2 separate regions of the Arachis hypogaea genome follow, and region 2 is linked to region 1. Evidence: chromatin contacts called from public Hi-C data. All regions are on one chromosome and are shown on one strand. Each heading gives the region's core, a stretch centred on a gene start, on an enhancer-like site or on the middle of the called end of the contact. The rest is flanking DNA. Distances are from core to core; before and after follow the strand shown.

The links. A called contact is a pair of places that touch in the nucleus more often than the background predicts.
Region 2: a Hi-C map of leaf shows a contact between it and region 1, with 2.4 times the contacts expected there. The contact joins the enhancer-like site here to the promoter of LOC112754868 in region 1. A contact is called at or near these places in 2 of 8 Hi-C or Micro-C datasets (both in leaf).

What each region holds. Positions count from the first base shown.
Region 1 is chr16:125,033,443-125,038,903 of arahy.Tifrunner.gnm2.J5K5, reverse strand. LOC112754868 (glutamyl-tRNA reductase-binding protein, chloroplastic) reads left to right here and starts at 2,829. Exons shown (of 12, transcript XR_011874488.1): 1 at 2,829-3,132; 2 at 3,481-3,546; 3 at 3,699-3,785; 4 at 4,646-4,744; 5 at 5,029-5,124; 6 at 5,254-5,319; 7 at 5,414-5,461.
Region 2 is chr16:125,094,392-125,099,852 of arahy.Tifrunner.gnm2.J5K5, reverse strand. LOC112754869 (adenylyl-sulfate kinase 3) reads left to right here. Exons shown (of 7, transcript XM_072221111.1): 4 at 933-1,049; 5 at 1,125-1,208; 6 at 1,811-1,857; 7 at 1,968-2,270. The coding sequence ends at 2,066. Among protein-coding and RNA genes, the nearest start is that of LOC112754869, 5.2 kb to the left of the region's middle. Within about 2 kb of position 3,467, at least 1 of the 3 cell types and tissues checked has open chromatin away from gene starts, as enhancers often do.

The sequences.
Region 1 (5,461 bases), core at 1,580-4,079:
TTTAGCCGGGTAGCTGAATCTTTTTTCAAGAGCTTATTCTGTCAGTTAGAGGATGTTAATTTGGGGTGTCTGGATGAAGTCCCACTTCCTTCTCTAAACGAGGAAGCTTGCTGTAATCTTACTGTGCCTGTTACTATGGAGGAAGTTAAGTCAGTTGTTTTTAGCATGAATTCCTTTAAAGCACCGGGTCCGGATGGTTTCTAAGCTTACTTCTTCAAGAAATACTGGGAGATTATTGGTGCGGATGTTTGGAATATGGTTAGGGAAGCTTTTTCTAGGGGTACTATTGATTCAAGGATGATGGAGACTCTTCTGGTTCTAATTCCTAAGGTGGATTCACTAGTATCAATGAAGGACTTTAGACCTATTAGTCTCTGTAATGTGGTCTACAAGGTCATCACTAAAGTTCTGATCAACAGACTCCACCTTCATCTCACAGATATTGTTGGCCCTCTCCAAGGGAGGTTTATTCCTGGAAGGGGAGCACCAGACAACATTATTATAGCGCAAGAGGTTTTTCATTTCATGAAAAGGATTAAGTCGAAGAAAGGAACTCTAGCGTTTAAGATTAATTTAGAGAAAAGTATATGAAAAAGTTGATTGGAGGTTTCTAAAGCAAACCCTCATGAAATTCAGTTTTTCTATTCCTACAGTCAACCTGATTATGAGATATGTCACTTCATCCTCTTTGTCTATTCTTTGGAATGGCGATAGATTGGACAGTTTTACTCCTAGATGGGGCCTTAGACAAGGAGATCTTATGTCACCATATCTTTTCGTGTTGTGTATGGAGAGACTGTCCTGCTTGATCAACCATCAAGTTGTTATGGGGAGGTGGAAGCTGCTTGTTATTTCTAGAGGGGGTCCGAGAATTTCCCATTTAATGTTCGCTGATGATTTGCTTCTCTTCTGTAAAGCGAGAAAAAAACAAGTTCAAAATATAATGGCAGCATTGGAGAGTTTCTGTAAAGCTTATGGGACGAAGATTAATGTGGAGAAGTCTAAAGTGTTGTGTTCCCATAATATTTCAGTGATTAGAAAAGAAATCTTTACTGGGGGTGTCCTCCATTTGTTTCATCCAAAATTTGGGCAAATACCTTGAGATTACTCTTAGTCATTCTCGGGTGACCTGAACATCTTTTAATGAGGTTTTGGATAAGATCCGAAGATGGCTAGTCAGCTGGAAAGGGCATTTACTCAACAGAGCGAAAATGTTCTGTTTGATCAATTCGGTTGTGGCGACTATTCTTACTTACCACATGCAAGTCTATCTCTTTCCCAAAGAGATAACAAATTCTATAGCATCTATGATGAGAAATTTTCTCTAGAAAGGTCAAGCTAATAGTTGGAGGCTAAATTTTGTTAGTTGAAAGGTGTTGGTCACTCCAAAGAAGTTTGGTGGTCTGGGAATACAGGATCTGCTTTGTGCTAATGTTGCTCTTTTTGGGAAGCTAGTTTGGCAACTCTTTCATCATCTCTGCAAGCTTTGGTTTCAACTGTTGGCAGCTAAATACCGTTTTTCTCTGGGTGACGCTTTCAGACATTCTACGGATAACATATCTTATATTTGGAGGAGTCTGTGTAAAATTTGGGATATTTTGAAGGATTGATTTGATTGGTGCATTGGGAATTTGGACCAAAATTTTTTATTTTCTAAATGGAGGAAAGAGGGGTAGTTATGTAATGAGATGGATTATATTCACATTTCTGATTCAGATATCCAGATTTTAGATCTATGGTCGGTTGGGGAGTGGCACCTTGAGAAGGTCTATTCTCCTCTTCACTAGGTTTTGCATGAAAGTATTCTCTCCTACAACCCGGATATGCAAGCAGGTTCAGTGGTCAGTTGGGCTTGGTCCAGTGGGGCGGCTAAGGTTTATAATGCCCGTAATGGGTACTTATAGCTCTACAAGAAGATGTTTGGATGGGAGAAGAGAGGGAATTGGCTTTGACTTTGGCGTCAAATTGTTCCGTAAAAGATCAAATTCTTGGCTTGACTTTGTCTGCGAGAGGCACTCTCCACCGCTGTTTTTTCGTCTTTGGAGAGGACTTTCATATACAAATAGCTACCCTAGTTTCTTGACTTGCCAGAAAACAGTTTTCCACTGTATTCGGGATTGCTCGAAAGCTCAGTTTGTTTGACAGAATCTAGAGATTTTCAGTCATCCTCTAGATTTGAAGAACTGGTTCTTGTCCCATAACGAGTTTCTATTCCTTCTATGATTAGTTGCTCTTGGGTTCCTCCTTCGATGGGTATTTTTAAGATCAATTGTGATGCTAGTTACTTTAGTTCTGGGGATCGGATTGGTTTTTCCTATGTTAACAGAGACTAAAACAAAAATTGGCAACGAGGCTGTTTGGGAACAATAGAGAGTTGCAATATTCTTTAAGGAGAGATGTTTGCTATTTGAAGAGAATTTTTTCTAGCCTGAATCTTGGGGCAAAGAGATGTAATTTATGAAACGGATTGCCTGAAAGCTTTCATTCTTGTTAACAATTCTCATGATAATGCCGAGTGTGTATATCTTTTGGTACTTAAAGTCAAAGATATCATAACTTGGAAGTGGCGCGTTGATTTTTGCTTGATCCTCTAAGATGTAAACACAATAGTAAACACCATGATAACATTGAGATCATATTCGCAGCATGTAAAACTTTCCGTGCTTTAAAAAAATTAAAGATAAATATTTAAAAAAATCGCTCTATGCTTTTTTAATCTCTTAAGACTTTATTTTTTGTCTGCTTAATTATTTTAAATTTTCAATCACCAAAAAAGTAAAAAAAAAATAACGGGCACGTCATAAATAAATCCTTCTCAAAATAAAAGCATCGGGAGAAGCAACTAAAACACTAGAAAGAAGAAAGAAAGGAAAGTGAGGTTACTGGTTGGTTGGTTGGTCGGTTGGGACAGCAAAACCAAAACAAAAGATGAAGACTATGGTGACGCCATTGATGAAAATTTCCCCATTTTCTCGGCCAAATGGCATTTATATTAATAAACCCTCTTCTCTCGTCCCTCTTTCCCCTCTCACACCCCAACGCAACTCTTCTTCACCAAACTCCCTCACCTTTCCCACTCTCACTCCTACTCTTTCTGTTTCCATGGCCGCTTCACCCCAATCCACCGCTCCGGTAATCCCACTCTCTTTTTCTCCCTTTTCATGCATTTTCTTTGACCCAATTGCAAAATAATTAGCTTGCAAGCTTAAAAAGTCAAACTTTGCATAATATTATTCCAAAGTTTAATTATTTTTGTTTTTGTTTTATTAATATAATTCTGGCTATCAACTGTTTTTTGGGTTGTATCTGATCGCTACAATTATGAATTGATTGATGGCTGAAAGTTTTGTTGTTCTAATCAACCTAATGTTATTGTTATGAACTTACGATTATCTTAGCTCGACTCTGTGTGTGTGTTTGTGATTTTTTTTTCTTTTATATATTTTTTTTACTGCGTGCTAACGCTGATTTCTGAATCAGACTGCGTCCCCTGGCGGTGTTAACATCAACAAAGATGATGTTTTTCAGTTAATTCAGGCGCATCAGGTATTATGTCAAATTAATTATATGTTAGTAATGAATGAATCTCAAAGTAGTTACAACATTGTTTGATCAATAATATGGTTTTGTAGATATCAGAACTCAGCAGGATTAGTTGAAAATCAAATGTATAATGATGATGTTGTTGTTGTTGGTAGGAAAAAGCTGCTAGGCTTCCACCGGTAGAAGAAATTCGAACTTTCCTTGATCGCAGCGTGCGCGGGATGCTATCTACCTACTCAAAGGTTTCTGTGCTTTCCTTTACCATGAACTTGGATAATTGATTGTGCCTTTTCTATGTGCTAAGAAGTTTGAATATAGTAGTTGATCTCAGATCATGAATCAACACATGAATCTGTCAGAGAGATTGAATAATAGTGTAAAACTCATAACCGTAATTGTGCTTTCCTTATTTCAAAGGTTTCACATATAGTTCTAAGTGATTGAATAATAGTGTAAAACTCATAACCGCAATTGTGTCAAAATTAATCTACTTTGTCAAAGAGATATCTTTATCTAGATGAAATGCCAAAACAGCTTTACAGAAAATGAAATTGTGATTAAATAAGAGAGACATGGAGAGAGATTCTTCCCTCTTTGGATGTTTAGTTTTCGTATTCTGTTCATGCCCACATATTCAGGTTCTTCTGATTCTGAAAACTTGAAGGTACTGCAAACAACTTGCCCCACCTGAATCACACTGATAAACTGATTGATAATGAGAGTCCATGTTTGGCATAGCAGTGAAACTTAATTTGACTGACTTTTACATTCATATGTATGTGTAAGGGGAAGAAATTAGAAAAGGGAAGAATTAATCAATTAGAGAGAAATTAGAGAAGAATCAATTAGGGTAGAGAGATACAGGGAGAGAATAATTCCATTGATGGAATTCCAAAGAAAGAAAGATACAATTCACTCAATACTTCCTTCCTTGATTCTATCACTACTACTCAATTTATAGTAAATTCTACTCCTAATGAGAAATTTCTAATTGCGCTATTGGGCCTATTTTTACTCATTACAGTATGACATAGAATTTTGTTTTATCATTTGTTCGCTGACAACTCAAATATCCACTACTTATCTAATCATTAACATGCAGAAGTTTGAGGGTTATCCATCTGGGTCGATGGTGGACTTTGCATGTGATGCAAATGGATATCCGATACTAGCAGTGAGCGACTTGGCAGTTCATACGAAGGTTCCTTTTCTTTTCATTTCCCCAAAAGTTTTCTGATGGATTACGAATCCATATGTAAGTTGAGGTTTTCAAAAATGAGTTATCTATATAACCATCTAGCACATTGTTTCAAACTTGGCTTGTACAAGGCTATGAATTCAATTTTCAATCTTATTTAGCATGTGCGCAACAAGCCCATGATCATATTGACAACTATAAATCAAAACAAACACCCCAACTCCAGCTCTTACCGAATCAAAGGCTTACTTCCATAGCTAAAGAGTCATGTTTTCTATATTTTACAGGACTTGGCTGCAAATCCTAAATGTTCACTGCTGGTGCCTAGAGATCCTGAAGATAGGACTGATCTAGTTGTCACTTTACACGGTGATGCTGTCTCTGTAAGTTAATATCTTCTGTTCATTTCTCAATATTTTCATTTGCTTTTACTATTGTGGTTTGGGCTACATAATCGTTACATAGTTATTGTGCTGCTGGGTTCTAAATATTTTCGTGAAAATGTTATTTAGGTACCTGAAAACGATAAAGAAGCCGTACGAGCTGCATATTTGGCAAGACATCCCAATGCATTTTGGGTAACTTTGTTCATCTTTCTTCTATTCTTGCATTTCTTTTCTCCTTTCTTCTTATCATTATATAATTAACCAGTATCAATTTCACTTATTAAAGGTTGACTTTGGGGACTTCCATTTTCTGCGCATTGAACCGAAAGTTGTA
Region 2 (5,461 bases), core at 2,218-4,717, 60 kb before region 1:
AAATCTAGAGGGTGGTTGCAAAAGAATGCAGAGATAATTGTTCTTATAAAACTAGGAGCATTTTATCAAGTTTACTAGTCCAAAAACGATATTTGTGTTAAAAGTGTGATGCTTACTTGCAAACCTAACCTACATTACAACAACAACAACAAAGCCTTGTCCCACTAGGTGGGATCGGCTACAAGCTCTATCATGTCTACAGAGAGACCGTTAACATGTAGATCTCGTTTGACCACCTCATGGATGGTCTTCCTAGGTTTTCCTCTGTCTTTCACCTCTTGTCCATCTTCCATCTCATCCACCCTCCTGACTGGGTGCTCTGTCGGTCTTCTTCTTACATGTCCAAACCATCTGAGATCCGATTCTACCATCTTTTCCACAATAGGTGCTACTCCAATTCTCTCACTTATATCTTCGTTCCTTATTCTATTCAATTGCGTATGACCACTCATCCATCTCAACATCTTCATCTCTGTCACAACTTATGTTCGTGCTCCCCTTTGGCCGCCCAACACTCTGTACCATAAAGCATAGTCAGTTTGATAGCAATACGGTAGAATTTAACTTTAAGTTTTAAAGGCATTTTTCTGTCACATATGAAACCATTCGCACTCCGCCATTTTGACCAACCTGCTTGGATCCTATGATTTCCATCTTGTTCAATCTCTCAATTATCCTATATGATGCACCCAAGATAGTCAAAACTCTTAACTTTTCATAGGATATTTTCTCCAATCTTCACCTCTCTTTTAGGGTTTTCCCTTCGGCAGCCGAAAAAGATATGTTCTTGCATTTGCTTGCCAGGTCAATAACACATTTATTTTTCTCAATTCCCTCTTTTCCAGTTCTAGTTCTAAAAGTATTCAAATTCCAATGCATTATATGTTTTTCCAGCATGGTTTCACTGACAGGAAAATCATTTAATCCAGGAGAAGTGGCAAAGCTCTTTGCCGATGCTGGTCTAATATGTGTTGCCAGTTTGATATCTCCTTATAGAAGAGACCGGGACGCTTGCCGTGCCATGTTGCCCGATGCCAACTTTATTGAGGAAAGGTTCCATTTGGCATTTTTTTAGTTAGTTAAGTTTCTCAGATGATGTTTGATAGTTGAATAATAATTACAGGTTTTCATGAACATGCCTTTACATTTGTGTGAGGCACGAGACCCAAAAGGCCTCTATAAGCTTGCTCGTTCAGGAAAGATCAAAGGTGTGCTTTTATTTTACTTGCAATTGCTAACTCCCACCCCTTTGTAACAGAGAAAGAAAATGAAGGAAACCCAAATATGTTTGTTCTGCATTCTCTACAGCTGAAAACTTGAATTCGAATATGCAATATCCAACATAATGCATTTAAGCGTGTGATTGGTCTTGTACATGGCTAAACCCGGATGCCATTGATCATGACATATAGAGTTTATCCCTTAGAGTGCTTTCATCTGAACATGGAAAATTTTCATATTATGATTTGCCCATTTCCGGAATAGTGAAAATATCAACAATATGGCCAAGGGCTGGTTTTCATAAACCATTCAATGGAACTTGGCTTCAGTTTAAATTGACCAACATCAGTCAGATGAGTTTTGCAATAATGCATAGTTATTTTACCTTGCTGATGTGATTAAAAATTTGAAGTCCTAGTCCTACTAAATATTTATTGTTCAATGTTCATAGTTCAGGAATTGCAATACACTGTAACTATTTTAAGTTAGTCTTAGCTTGAATAGCTTTGTTGCATTTTGCAAAAACATTGCGTAGAAGGACTTATTTAATTCTACCATGTAGCCTAGAATTAATTATGGAATTGTGCAGGTTTTACCGGCATCGACGATCCTTATGAACCGCCCCTAAATTGTGAGGTACTTGATCGTGAAGCTGCTAACATGTTTCTGTACATACCTTTTTCAGTGTCTAATGTGCTGCCTACATGTTATGTATTCATTATCATGATTCTGTGGTTTTCATCCAGATAGAAATTAAGCAGGAAAATGGAGTTTGTCCAACGCCCACTGCAATGGCTGGACAAGTAGTTTCTTACTTGGAGAACAAAGGATTTCTAAGAAGTTAGGGATATAAGCAACACAGTTATGTCTATTTGTTGATCAAATCTGTAATATGAATTTTGCTTAATTAGATTGTATCTACTTTTAATTCTAACTTAAGTTAAAATACTAGAAGGTAGGGGTTGGGAATTGGGGACATTGACAAGAGGATCAGTGATGATGTAAATTTCATCAACTATACGTAATTTTTTGATTGGATAAAAGATAAATTTGTGATTCTCGTAGGAATGATATGATTATATTTATCTCCCCAAGCATTCAGAATAAAAGATTCATTTCATGTTGTCTAATCATCAGAATTTGATTATCACGCAGTACAAAATAATATACTTTACTTCAATGGAACTCTAAATAAGTAATACTTTCAAAACATTTATATGATTTTTGTGCTTTTACCATGAAATGAAAAAAATACTTTTATAAATTTTTTCAGAGAGTTCTTAAGAAAAGCATCGGAAAACAAATGTATTCCGTCTACGAAATATGGAAATAAAAGGGAATGTTAGTGTGGAGGGCCAGGGAACAAAGCAATAGTGATACAATTAATGTATTCCCTTTTATTAATTCAAACAATTAATAAAAAAATTATTTTTAATAAAGTAATAAATAATTGAATATCTGAATAAAAAATTGTCCCAAATTAGTTCTTAATAATTTTTAAAAAGAATGTAATAAATCTTTAAGAATTACATTGTTTGAACATGTGAGAAATTCTTTAAGAATGTAATGACCTTTTAGAATTTCAAACAATGTAATTCTTTGAGTATAAGATTATTATTTTTAAAAAGAAATAGTTTCTTTCAATTTTTATTTTAAATAAAATTAATAGATATAAACATTTTATCACGTCAACCATGTTAGATATATACTAAAATTACTAGCCAATGAGCTATAGCTCAAATGGCATAATCTCCTCATACTCACCTAAGAAATCTCAAGTTTGAGTCTCCGTATCTCCAGTAAAAAAGAAAAATACTAAAATTACTAATTAAGATAAAATACACATTGAAATACAAAATACATATTAGAAAAGAGTTAAGTTGTACATATATGTTTATATAAATATACGATGACTGATTTTAGTATATAAATAATATTTAAAATTTTTTTATACAACTATGAAAAATATATACTAAAACAACCACTAATATAAAATACATGTCAGAAATATAAAATACATAATAAAAATACATATAGTGGTTGATTTTCACGGCTAATTTTAATGTACAAATATTATTTTTTTTTTTGTATTTTTTTTTTTGTATATTTCCTTTCAGTCTCACTTAAATAGAACAGAGATTAAGAAGTAAATTATTACTTAATTAAAGAGAGTATAGGTAATTGGATGTGTTTGATATTGATCTGATGGCGTCCAATTCATAAAGCTGAGTCCAAGACCAAAACCAAAAGCAACCAAAATTTGGGCCGTTTTCACAAAGCCTCACCCAATGAATCCTCTGAAAATAGTGCGTGTGTTATTGACTTTTGTTAATGTTGGGTAGCTTCTTTCTCTAATTAGATTAGAAACACCGAATTTCGTTATTCTTTTTCACTATTGTGTTACGAAAGAACCAGAAGAAGTCAAGAAACACACATCATTGAGATTCAAGTACAAGAGGAAGCAGTAAAGGCGGAAAACGACGACGTATTTAAAGAAAGAAGATCAGATTGGAAGGGAAAGGAAAGGAAGGGAAGGATGGTGTTGAACAGCGGGGTGGTGATGAGCGTGGCACACGTGTCAGCGAATATTTGCCAGTACATAGCGTGCAACCCTGAGAGGCTCACAAGCGACGTCGTTTTGGACCTTCTCTTCTGCCTTCCTCTCCAACCCTTTCGCCGTTTGGCTCTTTCCCTCTCCACCTACCTTGGCTACCATACTCCGCACTCCGATTGATATACCCTACATCCGTACCGTATCTGTATCCGTATGTATTTATGTACTGTACGCTTGGATTTATGAAATAATTGAATTGAATGATGGTTCTTGTACATGATGTGTATTATTATTATTATTGTTGCTGTTATTACTCATTACTGTTGTTATGTTTTTCTGGGTTTCGTGTGTGCCTTTTGGTTTAACTACGCCCTTAATTTGATAGTATTTTTTATGGTGCTTAAATTTTAAAATTCAAAAGTAAAAATGTAGATTCTATCTTTTTTTTTATTATTTTTAATCAAATTAGATACAGTTTTTATATACCCTAAAGAATTTTGCTAATTTGATAATGATGATGATAATGGGTTAGTTGCTAACAAATTTGGAACTGGAAAGTCTTTTCAAACTGTAGTTAATTTGATAAATAGCTCACGGAGATTCATTTCCCCAGAATTCTCTTGCATCAATAAATCTCCACCTTTTTTCGTGGCGGTCAACATGTTTTTCTTATTATTTTATATATAATTTAATGGTCAAATTAAATTCAACAAAATATACTTTAAATTTGGATTGGATTATGCATATTTTAATTTAATATGTATTTTATATTAAAATATTATACACAACTAAAATTATTTATGGAATATAAATGTAAAAAAATATATTTTATTAAATAATTAAAAAATTTTAAAACTTATTTTTTTTATATTTATATATAAATATAGGTGATATTTAATTTATTTTTAATATATATTTTATGATTAATTAATTTAATAATTAATTTTTTCATGTATAATTAGTATGATTTGTTGTGATAAGAGCTCATATGGATGATCATTGATTATATGTGCGGCTGATTTTTTCAAGCCAAACTGAATTTTAATGAAGTTTGAAAATGATGCCCATATATATACATATAAATAGAGAACCAAATATGAAGTAATAAACAGCAATAAAAAATCAATTCTTTTTTTTTTTTACCAAATATAGGAGACTCGAACCCGCAACCTCTTAATTGAGTATGGGGAGACTATGTCATTTGAGCTATTACTCATTGGCAATAAAAAAATCAATTCTTTCTCTTTCTTTACGTTGCAATTTTATTAAATACTTCTCTCTAATATATATATATATAAGTAAATACATTTATGAATTATTGTTATTGAGCTAATTATATTAATACTAGAGTCTTTTATTTACACATCTTTATTTTATATTTAGTATATCTTTTATTTATTTTACAACACGTTATCAGCACGAGATTCTGATCAAATTTTAGGAAGACTCAGGTAACAAATTTTTATTATGTTGAAACTATCTCATCTTGAATTTAATACTCTTGATATATCTGGAAACAACTATTTATCATGAATACTAGATGTTGAAATCCATCTTGATTCAATGGATCTTGGAGATACCATTAAGGCTGAAAATAATGTATCCAAGAAGGATAAAGTTAAGGCCATGATTTTCCTTCGTCATCATTTTGACGAAGGATTGAAAAATGAATATCTCACATTAAAA